Linked DNA regions of Mus musculus: region 1 is linked to region 2. The links are chromatin contacts, called in public targeted proximity ligation maps. All regions are on one chromosome and are shown on one strand. The core of a region is the stretch at or near the end of the contact, and the rest is flanking DNA. Distances in the headings are between cores, read along the strand shown. Region 1 overlaps Ms4a20 (membrane-spanning 4-domains, subfamily A, member 20). Region 2 overlaps A430093F15Rik (RIKEN cDNA A430093F15 gene).

What was found.
Region 1: a contact with region 2 is called in a targeted proximity ligation map of memory CD8 T cells, with 5 read pairs. A contact is called at or near these places in 1 of 130 datasets of targeted methods (memory CD8 T cells) and 1 of 9 other capture datasets (adipose tissue).

What each region holds. Positions count from the first base shown.
Region 1 is chr19:11,105,894-11,109,916 of GRCm38.p6, forward strand. The region is part of intron 4 of Ms4a20 (membrane-spanning 4-domains, subfamily A, member 20); the gene reads right to left. Among named protein-coding and RNA genes, the nearest start is that of Ms4a20, 23 kb to the right of the region's middle.
Region 2 is chr19:10,782,849-10,787,250 of GRCm38.p6, forward strand. It overlaps A430093F15Rik (RIKEN cDNA A430093F15 gene), which reads left to right. Exons shown (of 4, transcript NR_027805.1): 2 at 1-233; 3 at 2,385-2,497; 4 at 2,570-3,195. Among named protein-coding and RNA genes, the nearest start is that of A430093F15Rik, 44 kb to the left of the region's middle.

The sequences.
Region 1 (4,023 bases), core at 813-3,312, 320 kb after region 2:
TCATCTCACCCTAGACATAGTAGGATTGCAGGTGTGGTCCTGTGTCTGACTTGCATTAGTTCTGGGAATTTTAGTTCAGGTCTTCATGATTGTGCAATGACCATTCTACCTACTTAGCCATCTCTCTAACTCTCTTGTCCGAAAAACAACTTGTAAAATCTAACATTTTGTAAGTGTATTAAGTGTGGTTACTATCAAAACTTCACTCCAAACTTGTCTAGAAGTTAGTAGCATAAAAAGTTTTTATTTTACAACACGTTTCACAGTACACGTGCTCGTCAGGATGTCATTATATACAGTGTCTGTAATGTGCTAAGCGTCAGAAGGTTACAACAGGGACTGGATAGATGACTCAGTGGTTAAAAGCATTGACTGCTCTTCCAGAGGATCCAGGATCAATTCTCAGTACCCACACAGCAGCTCACAACTGTCTGTAACTCCAGTGCCAGGGGATCTGGTGCCCTCTTCTGAGGACACTATATTCACATGATGCACAGATACATATGCAGACAAACCACCTCCATACACAAAAAAGAAACCTTAGAGTAATGATAATGGGGGAGAAAAGTTATATTCTGTTTGTTATGTAATGAATTTTAATAAATGCCATGATATCAACAGGTTTCAAGTTCAGGAATTTTCAGGCTTATTTGTGCCACTTCAGTATTTAAGTCCCAGTTTCCCTTGAAAAGCCACCAAACTCTTTTAAGGGACCCGAAGGACACTGTATGGACTATGAAGGAAGGTGTCTCATTGAGGAGGAGCTGAACCATGAGTTGTGGTCATGGGAAGAGGGAGTGATTTAACAGCAAATCAAAGCAAAGGACTTAAAGGGACACAGGAATTTCAAGTTGCGTAGCAGGAAGTTCTCTTCCTATTTTAAAGACTTTCTTCATTCATTTATTTCTTCTCCCATTTTCATGCTCGCATAAACAAGCATGTGTGTGTGTGTGTGTGTGTATACATACATGTACTTGTGCATGAATGTGTGCATGAGAAGGCCTGAGGTCCATCTTATTCACTGAGGCAGAGTCTCCCAGTCAAGCCCAGAATCCACTGATCTGGTTAGTCTTACTATCCAGCTTGTTTTGGGGATCCACTGCCTTCTGAGGATGCAATGGCAGGTGACCTTTATATGTGTTTCAGATATCTGGACTCTGCTCTCATGTTAGTTCAGCAAAGGGCTTTAACAAACCACCAAGTCATCTCCTTTGTGCCTTCCTTGTCAGTTTAAGTTTTAGTGAAATTAGTTTTAATTTTAAGCGTCTGCTATGAAAACCAGGAGGAAATCCCACTCTGTTCGATCCATGGGCGGCCATGGCTGGCCCAATGAAGCACTTCTTCTAAGGATGAAGAATCTAAATCCTATCGGGTGTGCCAGTGCACATCTTTAAACCCAGCACTGGGGAGGCTGAGGCAGGCAGATCTCTGAGTTCGAGGCCATCCTGGTCTGTAAGAGAATTTCAGGACAGCCATAGCTACACAGAGAAACCCTGTCTCAAAAAGCCAAACCAAACCAAACCAAACCAAACCAAACCAAACCAAACCAAACCAAACCAAACCAAACCAAACCAAACCATCTCTAAATCCTAACAGGCATCTATTATATTTACTCACTCCTTCCACTAAGAAGATATTTATAAAAAGTAGTAAGCTTATGTGAATATAAAAACACTGGAATGATGCCAGCTGCTTCCAGAGAAGGGACCAGGCTGGCTTTGCATAGAAAAGAAACGTAGGCTTTGCTCCTTAAGGTAGTATGGAGAGGAAGGGGGCTGGCAGAGGTGTTTAGGTTTACCAAAGGCTGCAGACTGTGGCTTGGAAATGACACTTAGACTCTATACACAACCATGCTTCAGGAAAAAGAAGCAACATGCTTGGTGAATTTTTTGAAAACCAGCCAAGGGGCCATATTTACTTCTATCTGCTACCATGGCTGTGCCACAACAAAACCAGCCTTCACACAGAAACAGAAACTGAATATGAGCTGGCACTGAGTCAGGAACTAGCAAAATCTCAAGAGGACTGTCAAGGTTTTGAGGTCAACTGTGTTAGTTACTGCTCTGGAAGTGCAACGCCAGATATTTAGCTCTGTGTACACATGCTTGCACAATACTTTGGGGTTACGAGCTTAGAACAAAGACTCGGAAGGAACATGATGTTAACAGTGACTGCTTAGGTGGTGGTAAAAAGGCAAGGAAACCAGACTCTGGTTCCCCACAATCATAGTTGGCAAACTTCTTCTCAGCAAAGTGGCCTCTGCTCTTTGGGGAAAAAAAACTTTAGCTGAAAGAGAGAGCAAAGTTTGTTTTAGACTTTCTCCGTGAAGTTCTGGCTGTTCTGGAACGTGGTCTGTAGAATAGAGTGGCCTTAAACCCACAGAGATCTGCCTACCACTGCCTCCTAAGTGTTGGGTTTACAGGCGTGTGAACGAAGTTTTTAGCTTGCTAGTGTTCTCCGTGTTTGCTCAGGTTAGTAAAGTACTTTGCTCAGGGTTGCACAGCTAACATGGGAACCTTCAGAACCAGAATCCATGTATGTGAGCTTCCAGAGTTGTGACTAACCATGATGGGCGAGCAGAAGTGGGCAGGGCACTGTGCCCCACTGGGGTGTTCTGATTGCTGCTGCTGCTTCTTCTTCTTCTTCTTCTTCTTCTTCTTCTTCTTCTTCTTCTTCTTCTTCTTCTTCTTCTTCTTCTTCTTCTTTTCTTCTTCTTCTTCTTCTTCTTCTTCTTCTTCTTCTTCTTCTTCTTCTTCTTCTTCTTCTTCTTCTTCTTCTTCTTCTTCTTCTTCTTCCTTCTTCCTTCTTCTTCTTCTTCTTCTTCTTCTTCTTCTTCTTCTTTTCTTCTTCTTCTTCTTCTTCTTCTTCTTCTTCTTCTTCTTCTTCTTCTTTCTTCTTCTTCTTCTTCTTCTTCTTCTTCTTCTTCTTCTTCCTTCTTCTTCTTCTTCTTCTTCTTCTTCTTCTTCTTCTTCTTCTTTTCTTCTTCTTCTTCTTTTCTTCTTCTTCTTCTTCTTCTTCTTCTTCTTCTTCTTCTTCTTCTTCTTCTTCTTCTTCTTCTTCTTCTTTTCTTCTTCTTCTTCTTCTTCTTCTTCTTCTTCTTCTTCTTCTTCTTTTTCTTCTTCTTCTCCTTCTCCTTCTTTCTACTTCTCCTTCTCCTCCTCCTCCTTCTTCTTCTCCTCCTCCTCCTCCTCTTCTTCTTCTTCTTCTTCTTCTTCTTCTTCTTCTTCTTCTTCTTCTTCTTCTTCTTCTTCTTCTTCTTCTTCTTCTTTTCTTCTTCTTCCTTCTTCTTCTTCTTCTTTTCTTCTTCTTCTCTTCTTCTTCTTCTTCCTTCTTCTTCTTCTTCTTCTTCTTCTTCTTTTTCTTCTTCTCCTTCTCCTTCTTTCTCCTTCTCCTTCTCCTCCTCCTCCTCCTCCTCCTCCTCCTCCTCCTTCTTCTTCTTCTTCTTCTTCTTTTTCTTCTTCTTCTCCTTCTCCTCCTCCTTCTTCTTTTCTTCTTCTTCTTCTTCTTCTTCTTCTTCTTCTTCTTCTTCTTCTTCTTCTTCTTCTTCTTCCTCTTCTTCTCCTTCTTCTTTTGTATTCTGATGATGTTCTATAGACCCACAGATGATAGTTCTCTTTCCATGGGTTATTTTTTCTCACCCTCTTTATTAACAGTCATATGTCATGTCCTCTCCCCTCCCCACTTTTCTTTGTCAACTTGACACCAGCTAGAATTATCTGGGGGAAAGAATCTCAAGTGAAAAATATGCTTTTGTCACATTTTCTGTAGGCAAGTCTCTGGATTAATGATTGATGTGGGTAGGACCAGATCACTTAAGGACAGGTAGTGCCACCCCTGAGCAGGTGGTCCTGGGTTGTATAAGGAAGTGGGCTGAGAAAATCACAAGAGACAAGCCAGTTAGCAGCATTCCTCCATGGTCTCTGCTTCAGTTCCTGCCTCTAGCTTCTTGTCTTGAGTTCTTCCACTGATAGAGTGTGTCCTAAAGAGTATAAGATGAAATAAACCCTTTCCTCTCCATGCTGC
Region 2 (4,402 bases), core at 138-2,637:
AAGAGGGGAAAGTCTATACTGTGGACTCATGTCTCAGCTATGGCCAGTGAGACTCTCTCAGCATCAGTGACTTCGTCTCCAAAGCTGGGCAAAGTCCTGGAATTTGCCAGCAATCCTTGGGCCTCAGCCGCTCCTCTAGAGAGAGGAGAGGGTGATGTGTTGCAAAGCCTCTCCTTAGGACACTGCATCTCTGCTGGCTGAGCCTCTTGGTAATGGTTTCTGCTGATGCTGAGGTACAGTTGGGTCTGGTAGATCCGAAGCCCCTATGGGAGCTCTGTCCCTCAGTCACTCCTGGAAGTGAGGGCTGGGCCACTAAGGTTATGGGCCAATGAGCACTCTTCCCTTGAGTGCTTGAGATGTTGCCAAAGGTCCCTTTGTAACTCCCCTCCCCCAAGGAAGCCTCTCAGACCAGAGGTGCACTGCATCTATAGATCCAGATCCTGGAGGGGGTGGCTGCTAAGATGGTGACGATAAAACTGTTGCAGACACATAAAGCTTTGCTTTCTGTTTTTTGTGTGGGCACTGTCCTGGTGGGGGGAAATCAGATGTCCTTGAATGGGTTTATTAGAGGGGTTCATTGTCTTGCCACACCCTTGGCGCCTGAGCGGGAAGAGAGGCTGACAGTGGTAAGAGAGGAAGTCTCAGACTCAGTCTGGGCTGGGTTTGAGTCTTTCTGGGGCTAATAGCTATGACTGCCACTGAGGGTTGTTACACGAGCAAGTTAGAGAACAGAAGAACGAGGAGCCCTTGAACATGAACAGGTGACATATTTGCAAACTCAATGAAGACTGTGAAGAATGTGGGAGCAGAGGGGTGGCTTTGGCTTCTGTTCTATATGAGTTTAGTACAAAAACCATTTCTCAGCTGGCCGTGGTAGTCCAGGCTTGCCATCCCAGCACTTTGAAGGCAGAGACAGGAAGGTCATGAGTTAGAGTTAGCCTGGGCTTCATAGTGAGAGCCTGTCTGTTGTCCTCCCCTGTTTCTCTCTGCTTTTGGGACAGTAGCTTATGTGTCTCACTCTGCTCCTTTGAAGCCTCACTTCTAATTACTTTTAATTAGTTCATGTTGCTTAATTAAAAAGTGATGAACTTGGGGACCTGCCTGGTCAGATGTGTTACTCAGAGCTCTGGCGGGGCCTGAGTGCCTACAGCCTGGAGAAGGACACCCGAGGGTGATGTCAGCGAGCTTCAAATTAAGAAGGGGGCAGGGAGGTGTTGGAGCTGGGGGATGATGACAATGGGTTCTTGTTTTAATTTGGAGCAGGAGTGAAAAAAGGCAGTGACACTCATCTGTGACGTTTGAAAAACCTTTGTGGGACACAGATGTTCAGGTAGAAGAAGGGTAGCCTATTTATAGAAAGACATGTCAAAGGAAGAAACAAGCCTGCTTCTTAAACAAAGAGAGACAATTAACCTAAGACCTTCCCTGGCTGCACACACAGTAGGGTAGATGCCTTGGAGGTCACGTGGGCCAGATGGTCCTGGGCAGCCCCACATGGAGGCTAGTCTAGTTCTCTATCCCACCCCTTCCTTGTGGGTGATGAGGGTGCCTCAGGGCTGTGCGAGGGCATTTTTCTGAGCTGGCTACTGGCTCATGCTCAACTTTCACTGAGTTTGGTCATCAGCGGGTTTCTCTGCTCTGACTACCTGAATTAGCATCTTTGTGTCTCCATTGGTCCTTGTAGAGCAGTGTTCTCCAAGCGCACTTAGGAAGGTGGTGGGCAGCAGGCCTTTCACCTGCAGATTTGGGTAATTGAGATGCAGCCACTGTGGAGCAGGGTATCAGCCTGCCTCTCCTTCACAGGGGACTCTGCTGTAATGGGGCGAAATCTCCTAAATCCAGACTGTGCACTTAGTGTCTCATATGTATCTTTTTCCTTCCTTCATTAATTAATTTATTTACTTTACCTTCTGATCCAAGCTTCCCTCCCCTTCTCTCCTCTCACTCCCACCCCCACCCCTCCCAAAAAAAGCAAACAGGACTGGTAAACTGTAGCTTCACAGTGGAGACAGCTGTCGGAAGCCACTTCAGGCAGACATACAAGGTCAGCATCTGTCATGGTGACTGGCAGTGTGTGCCATTGGCACAGGTTGAAGATGCCAGTCATCCCTAGGTTTTGGACCCAGACTCTTGGTGAAGGGATTGGAAAAACAGATCAGGCTGATTGCTATTGGCCTTGAAGTCTCCATCCCCCTCCTCAGCTCTCTAGTGCTGGGATTACAGGCTTGTCCTGCCACGCCTGACTGCTATTCTCTTAATTGTGATAAATTCATGTTGCTTGCGCAAGTGGCTCATAACAGGAAAGTGAGCCCAGGGTGTAGGGAAATTTTCTGTGCCATCTATGAAAGTCTTAAAATAATTTAAAATAAAAGTTGTTTTTAAAGGGAAATATGGCCCGAGGCAGATGGCGAGAAAGCTGCGCTGGCGGCCAGAAGGGATCGGAGCCAGCTGGAGCCACGAGTCAGGGCAGACTCTCAAAGCTCAGTTTCCTTGGATGGTATGTGTGTGAGAGGAGGTTGGGGCTGCCCCCTTGGCCTCTGAGCTGATGGTTTTCTTGCTTCCTCTTCAGCTCTCCATCTAGCCCTGAGGCCGACACCCTAAACTTCTGGGACCCCAGGAATGTGGGATTCAGAGAGGCCAGTTCGGCTGGAGACAGTTCCACACCAAGGATGCTTTTCCCAAGGACACAGTCCCTATCTTCTAGGTGCCTGGACTCCACACGTGCCGAGTGCTCCTGAAATGAAGTTCTAGAACCTACAGCCACTGGACAGGTCTCTAGTGGAAAAGCAATGCCTGTGAGTTTGCTTGGGCTGGCCTTGAACTCACTATATAGTTAAGTATGATCATGAACCTCTCATCCTCCTGCCTCAGGCTCCTGAGTGTTGGGATAACTGGTGTGTTTCCTAAAAGCAAGACTATTTCTTTACAGACTCCGGCATACGTTCAGAGCATGAAACTTGACCCTGATTGCATCCTGTTACTTGACTTGTAAACCTCACTCTGTTTGTGCCTGCCCATCAATGCCTTCTTAGTAAAGGAAAACCCTAGCACCATGGCTGCCTCTCTCAGGCCCCTCTGAGAGGAGGCTGCCCCTGAGTCTTTGTATTTTGTCTTTCAAGAAACACATGTTGGATGCTTTGTAAAATGTCAAAGATCCCATTGAAAATAAATTTATTTTTATTTTATTTTCTACACAATGAGTTTAAGGAAAATCTAGTAAGGGAGCCAGAGGAGCAAGCAGTTCACAGATAAAATCTTGAAGACACATGGGGGGAAATGGGCCAAGGAAGTGCTTTGAATCAATGGCAAAGTCACTCAGGGTCTTCACAGGGTAGGGCCCAGAGCAAGTGTCACGTCTGTCATCCTCCCTAGGGAGCTCCCTACTGCCAGAGCCTTTGCAGCTCCCATTAACAGGGCAACCTGGCTGTGGTGGCTCTGCACTGGCTGTCCCCATCGTGTGTGTGTGTGTGTGTGTGTGTGTGTGTGTGTGTGTGTGTGTATGTGTGTGTGAATGTGTGTACAAGGCTGACCCTAAGCCCCGTGAGAGTTGGCTGAAGGGTCAATAGTCCTGCCCGGTACAGGTCTCCCTGTTGAATGTCTGTGTCTATAACTGGTCCCTCCTGCCGCTTCAAGCTACAGAGAGGTGAAAGGACTGAGGGCCGAGGCAGGAGGCATAGAGCCAAGTTTAGGGGTTAGGATTCTAGCCAGAGGTGGGGCCACAGGTCTGGGAGAGTAAAGGGTGGCCATTGAGGTCATGTCACAAAGGGGGTCACCGTGTTGTGACCAAGGATTAGGGATTAAGGGGCGCTATAGTATGGGTATTTTTGGGTCCTGTTCTCAGAGGCACAGTGGGTACCATACTTGGAGGGCAGAGGAAGGTTAAGGGGAAGGATGGAAACCAGGTGAGGGAGTAGAGGTCAGGGAGGAAGGGAGGAAGGTCAGGGAGGGATAGAGGCTAGGGGAGAGATGAAGGTCAGAGGAAGGATGGAGGTTGGGGAGATGGAATCCAGGGAAATGCTTGTTGCACCCAGTCAGGGAGACTGCAGGCCTGGGTTGGAGCTTAGCCACAGCTCCTTGACCTGAAGCCCAGCTGTCTGGAGGGTGTTTTTATGGCCGTGGAGGAACACGGTGTGCTTGGCTCGCTCTTCTCACTTGTACTGTGTGATACCGCATGTGAAAAGCTGAGGCTGTGGAGAGCACCGCCAGAGACATAGGAGGTATGCTTGGAAGTGGTGACTTTTAGGAGGCAGAACCCTCTCCGTCCTTGGACTTGGGGGTGGCTGGGGTCAAGTGGGCCTAGGTTGGGTGGGAGACATCCACCTGTATCCAGGGTGACTTGGCTGGGTCATCCATAATCCTTACCCAGGAAGACCCACCTCCTGACGGTCCCTGGGACTCCAAT